Regions from separate parts of the Zea mays genome. Here region 2 is linked to region 1. Evidence: chromatin contacts called from public Hi-C data. All regions are on one chromosome and are shown on one strand. Each heading gives the region's core, a stretch centred on a gene start, on an enhancer-like site or on the middle of the called end of the contact. The rest is flanking DNA. Distances are from core to core; before and after follow the strand shown. Region 1 holds the start of LOC103640601 (auxin response factor 25). Region 2 holds the start of LOC100193821.

Evidence for each region. A called contact is a pair of places that touch in the nucleus more often than the background predicts.
Region 2: a contact with region 1 is called in a Hi-C map of ear, with 2.6 times the contacts expected there. The contact joins the promoter of LOC100193821 here to the promoter of LOC103640601 in region 1. A contact is called at or near these places in 7 of 25 Hi-C or Micro-C datasets (ear, endosperm, leaf and 2 more).

What each region holds. Positions count from the first base shown.
Region 1 is chr1:177,510,456-177,513,520 of Zm-B73-REFERENCE-NAM-5.0, forward strand. It overlaps LOC103640601 (auxin response factor 25), which reads right to left and starts at 1,473. Exons shown (of 14, transcript XM_008663839.2): 1 at 450-1,473; 2 at 1-74. The coding sequence starts at 498.
Region 2 is chr1:177,736,157-177,739,511 of Zm-B73-REFERENCE-NAM-5.0, forward strand. It overlaps LOC100193821, which reads left to right and starts at 1,398. Exons shown (of 6, transcript NM_001367039.1): 1 at 1,398-1,625.

The DNA.
Region 1 (3,065 bases), core at 223-2,722:
CCCAACCACAGGCAGGGACACAAGGGGCCCTGCGCATGCATGCCATAGCTCTGAGTTCAGACACCTTTGTTCCCCTGCAAAATGCCAAGCACACATGAGTGGAACAGGAAGCCACCAGAAAGCAGAGTTCATGTGAGACTACTATCCGTGCTTGGCTACAGACAAGAGGGGGTTCAGTGAATATAACATGTAGAACATGTGAACCATGAGTGAAGCTGAGCAATGCCCGAACTTTTCTTTTGGTTGTGCAAGTAAGTGAAGAATATGAACGAATGTCATCATGCATACACAAAGAGCAACTGAGCAAGCCATTTTTGCTTATTTGTTTGGGAACATCAATGCACATTGCACAATGACAGCAGCCCATAATCCGCAAAACCATGCCGAGAGTAACCCAAGCTGAGAAGTTCTGGACCGAATCAATGCTGAAACCGTGATGCGAGATGTACCGTCACTTTCAGGTGATGGCTCCGACATCTTGGGCGGGGAGAGGTTCATGTTCCCTCCCACCAACCAGTACGACCTGGGGGCAAGAACACCAAGGTGCGGCGATGAGAATGGCTGGGCTGCGGGAGCTGCGCGTCCTTAGAAGCTCGCCATGCTCCCAGAAGCAATGTCAGCCCGCTCCCCCTCCGCTTCAGAGCAACCGTTCCCCTTCCTCTGCTGCTGCCGCCGCCGCCGCCTCCCCTTCCCACGCAGGACGCAGCAGCAGCCAAATCCGCTCGAGGAACTCGCTACCCGAACCCAGGACTGTCGCGGCAAACGCGCGCCACTGCGGGCGTCATCGCCCGGAGTCCTCGGCTGAGCACCCGCACCACCTCAAAGCTCCAACCTTTCCCCGAAGAAGCGAAGAGAAGCGCCGGAGCGGGCAAGCTGGGTTCTGGGCAGCCGACGGAGCAAGCGCGCGGGGAAGCCGAGGCGGGGCGCCGGAGCTGAGCTCATCAGACCAAGCAGCTAGCAGCTAGCTAGACAGACAGACAACCCTACCCTTCGCGAAGCATGGGCCACGCGCTCGCAGAACCGAGACCGCCGCGGCGGCTCGCAGGAACCCCACTCGAACCTCCCATTGCACGCGCGGCGCGCTCCGGACCAGCCACGCTCCCGCCGCCGCCGAGCTCAGGGAACCTCCGGCAGCGCGCGGTCACGCCCGACTCCGAGCGCCGGGTGGCCTCCCATTCGACGCGGGCAGCGCGACCACCGGGTGGGAGCGGCAAGAGGCGCCTGGGTGGGTGGGGGCTGGCAGAGAACCCTAGGGGAGGGGGGGGGGCTAGGCCGCCATGGCTGGATCGAGGAGGGGACGAGAGTGGAGTGGAGTACTGGAGTGGCGTGGTGCGGTGCTCCTTGCTTGCTTTCGTTCCCCTTCTCTCTCTATTTTCCCCCTTTTGGTTTACGGGGGAGCCGAGAATAGCAAAGAGAGTGAGAGAGAGGGAGGGACAGTAAAAAAAATATCTGGAAAAAAGGTTAGATCTATATCTATCTCTTCCCCCTTTATCCCCTCTTTATATATTTTACCTGAAGATGAATCTGTAGTGTGTGGCTTTGGAAGGTTTTGAGCTTTGACTGGCTGGATCCTCTTCCTCCAAGAAGTAAACCAGGATCCATGTGGGTTGTTTTGGAGAAAGCGTCGCAAGTGGACGCTTTGGTACACCTTACGCACACGCTGTGATCATCTTTGAAACAGCAGCTGAAGCAGCCATCCCACACCTTCGTCTCCGTGTGTCTCGCTCGCGGTACGAGGATTCCTGCCTGCCCACCCATCATCCCATGCACAGACTGCAAGTGCAAGTGCGGTGCAGCAGCCATGCTCTTGCTCGGCGGGACGGCCGTTGACGGTTTTTACTTTTTATTACCGGCCCACTGCCCAGCGGCCAGCGCCCCCAGCCACGAGGCGGTGCCGTGCCGTGCCGACACGACGGGACGTGACGCCTGCCTGTGTACTAGTGCGTAGTGCCAGTGCGCGCCATGCAGCGCAGCGGCGGACTGGAGGAGGGGCCGACCGACCGACCGACGGACGGGACGGGTCGTCTGGGCATCTAGAGCCGCCCGCCGTGGCCGCCGCTACGTACATTTGGCTGAGCCTATCCGGAGCGGTCCTCTAAATTTCTATGTTGTTTTGTTTATTTTCTAATTTTTCATCTTCCGCACACGTACCAATAAATTCTTCTCATATATCTCATTACAATCATAAAATATCATTAGCGATAATCCAGATGTCACCCGGCGAACCTCCCCTCCTCTCAGTCATCATAGTCGATGTATTTATATGGGTCCATAGAGACTTGGGCGAACGACACGTGTGTCCAGTGGGGCTTGTTCCTGCGAGTGGGGGCGTGGGCGGGCGCAGTGCTGCTAATGCTGAGCGGCGCGGTGGTTGCTGCGTTTGAGCCGGCGAGGGAAGCGAGCGGGTGCTGCAGGGTGGATTGGAGAGGATGTGGTTGGATCACGGTAACATAAACATTATTAGGTAAAGAAAGTGTTCAATGGCACAACTTGTCTTTTTGGTGCAAACTTCAGGTACTTCTCCAAGTTGAGCTTTAGGTTCCTCGCGACCTCACTTATATTCGTACAAATACAAACAAATGAACAAATAATGGATATGATAACATTACACCGAAACACAATAACAAAATATTCTATGTGTCGCTTTGAGATCGTAGACGAGAACCACTAAAAACGAAGCTAAAATGAATTAGTTATGGATTTTCTAAGTTTTTAGATTGTTTTGATATTAATTCTTGCACTAATAATAATAAACTTTATTTATTTTATATAATCCTTTTTATTCTGTATGGACGGTGGATACTATTCCATAGGAGCTAAGGGGTCAAACTGCAAGTTTTTGGGGACCTAAATTAAATTCTTCTAACTGTTTATGGATGGCGGGTTGATTAGGCAACTCCGCATGAACTCTTTAGCAAAGTTGTATCGACCGAAAGGGTATCAAGTATCATGAGTCGTTGGATCAACGGTCTGCGGTTCCGATTAGATCGCGTGTTAAACGAACCGGTACGCAATCTCACTTGTGGGGTCTTGGATCGACGACCCACAACCTTACACGCTTAGAT
Region 2 (3,355 bases), core at 148-2,647, 230 kb after region 1:
CGAATGGATTACTTTTGTCATCTGTGCGGGGATAGATATCATTGGTCGTGTATATAAGGCCAAGAGGTACCCCTACCATTTTCATCTCACCTTAGCCCACCATTCTCAAAGTCCACAACTTGTAATCTCATCCCAATACCAAAACCATCACAGGACGTAGGGTGTTACGCCTCTCGCGCGGCCCGAACCTGAACAAGCTTGTGTGTTTCTCCTGTCGTGCCACCGCACGAACCATCGAGTCATGATCGACGACGCCGTCCTGCCCTAAAAGCATCACGAGGGTTACCCCATGGTGTGCGGTCGGGTAACAAACACCGACACGGGTCAGCCCTTTCCTTTTGCGGGTTTGGTCGTCAGAGACGCAGGCGTCCGTTCCGTCTCGCTGGGTTGCTCGGCGGGGACTTGACCATCCGTCCCGCTTCGTTGGGTTGCTCGACAGGTCTTGGTCGTCCGTCCCGTCTCACTGGTTTGTTCGATGGGGGCCTTGGTCGTCCATCCCGCCTTGCTGGTTGCTCGATGAGGTCTCCTTAAGATACTCGGTTCCTTGGTACTCGTCAATTTTCGCATTCGATTTTAATATAGATATCAAATATATGTATGGGAATTCAACTTTCAATATTTTTCTCTAACCAACTATAGATTTGTATTCAACGAAACCGTGGAATATCCAACACTATCTATACTCGTAAAAAAAAAATCGACGAAACCATTTAAAATGTATTATTATCACTAACAACAAATGATTTTAATTTTAAAAACGCTACCAGAAAAAAATATGTACATTATTCAGAATACTACACAATGATAAATTTAATTTAATTTTAAAAGACTAATTATAATCACATTAGATTACCTATGTAATAAATACGTTATATCTATATGCATTAATGTATTTATTTTCATTGCTAAAGAATATATCTTCATTTATTAATCATATATGCTTATAACATATATATATATATACATACAATATAGTTATAATTTACTTGAAATATAAATTTTTATTGACTATAAATTCGTCGATGAAACAAAATTATTATATATTGCGACACTATGTTCCAAGATGGAAACTTAAATTTAAACTATTTATTTTATATTCATATTATTATATTTATATTTGATATTACCTTCGTTCTCGAATATTTGTCGTCGATTTGTTTATTTTTAAACTAAAACATGACAAATAAAAAAGAATAAAAAGAATGGATAAAGTAGTATTTATACTCGTATTCTAGTTAAAATTATTTGTATATGATAATATTTATAATAATATTCAAGTTAGAATATGATAAATAATAACATCCGAATTTCAATTTTATTTCTAAAATTCTTTTGGAAAAATGGAGAAGAAGCCACATCTGGGCAAGTGCGGGGGTCGTAGGGGTTCCCGATCCTTCCTTTCCCACTTCCCCTTTTTTGCCCGCCCGCTACCCAACCGCCGCCGCGGTTCTCGCTGCCAGCGACGGACGGGCCACACCGCGCAGGGGCTCAGCCCCGCCACCCACCTTAACCCCGCCGTCGGGAGGCGTCGTCCCCGGCCCGGCCCGGCCCGGCCCTCGCCCTCTACTGCAACTGGACTGGCGCGTAGACCTGTCCCCGCCACGAGATCGTTCCGCCCTATGTCGGTGAGTTACCCAAGCTTGCTCCGGTGTGCGGGGCTTCCTCACTGCTGCGGCAGTTTGAATTGAGAACCCTAATAACCTCCGGTCACTCAGGCGCGCCCGCTTCGTGGCGCTGCTGCGGTGCTCCCCTACTTAGCGCGCTCGAGTGCTCCACCCGCCTCTAATGTGATTACTGATTAGGCTCGTAGTATCCAGCGTGCAGGCGCAGCCGGGCAGGCTCACTTTATCTGCCTTCGGTGCATCCTGGCTGGCTGCACGGGTGTTCTCTATAATCAGTGCCCCGACTCGATCCCCATGCCCTGCATCCCGGATACACTGGTGTTTCCAGGGGGAGGGGCTGTCTTGGACACACTGCTGTTCCAGGGGTTGTTTCTGGACCAACTGAGTTCATGTGTTGCAACTGAGCTTCTAGCCATGCTTCCTGCCAGTTGCGGATCCAGGATTCATAAAGAGCCTAGGCTAGTCTATGACCAACCAATAACTACGAACAACTGCATATATACAATGACATGCATAAATTTGTTTGACGCCGACAAATATTTTTCTGAATGTATTACCTAATACGTATGCAAACATTTAAAATAAACTATAAAGAGATAACAAAAAAGTGTTCACAAAAATAGAAGATATTAAATGGTTTGCATTCCGAGATGTAACGATAGATAATATATCATAATTCATAATAGGCTGGATTGGTCCTTCAATATGTATGATCTTCTAATTCGGTCTACAATTTGAGGAGGATAGTCACATATTTGTAACAAGGCTTCATGTCCCAATCACTTGATGTCAATATAAAAAAATATTGAACAGTCTAAATCTTCCGGACTAACAAGTAATAACGCTACAATACTATAATTAGTTAATAAGAACAAAAATGCACATTACATAAGTTTAGATTGAGAAATTGAGAAACGATAGCAGTGTTGGGCTGGGAGCGTCACGTAATTTGCATGTCACGTTTGGGCCACGGTCTTTTCCTAGGTCTGGACCGTAAGTCCATGATCAGAAGCAGACCCACGAGGAGACAGATCAACAAGCTGTTGATGTCCACTTGATCCCGTGCAGAAGTGGCATCACTTGATCCACCTATGCACGAACCTACTCGATGTGCAGCACCGGCACAAACCAGAGCCCGGGCACACGCCTGCCCTGCCCAGGAGCTCTATCCGCCTCTGCTTCCTGCCTATTGCCATTGGTTGCGATGCTGGGTTCTGGTCGTAGTAGTTATGATTGCCTGGTATCCTACGTACATTGTCAGAATCATTTTGTATTGGTCAGTGATCCTTTATGTAGGTGTGTTCTCTCTCGAGTGCTCTTTTTTTTTGCCACTTGTGGATTTATGGTGCTTGGCAGTTTCTCCCCTTTATCACTAGTAACTGTACACGAGGTTGGTTGGGTGTGAGTGAGTGGAATCCCACAGACATGTTTGATTTGCTAAAGTCGCAGTACACACACAGACATATCTACAAAACAAACATACATGTTAACTCCCACGCATGATTTGCTAAAATCACAACACTTTACACGTGATAATTGATATGTAATTCCATATTATTTCAAATAAGACAGGCAAAACATGTTCATTACTTTTGATGTTGACACCATATATGGTTATGAATTGTCTTATCGATGTTTGCTTGGCCATGGGATTTAACAGGCCTATGTGGTGTGTAGATCAAGGTTATTAAAACGGTAAAACGTTGAACGCTCATGGGTGAAATTTTGACTCT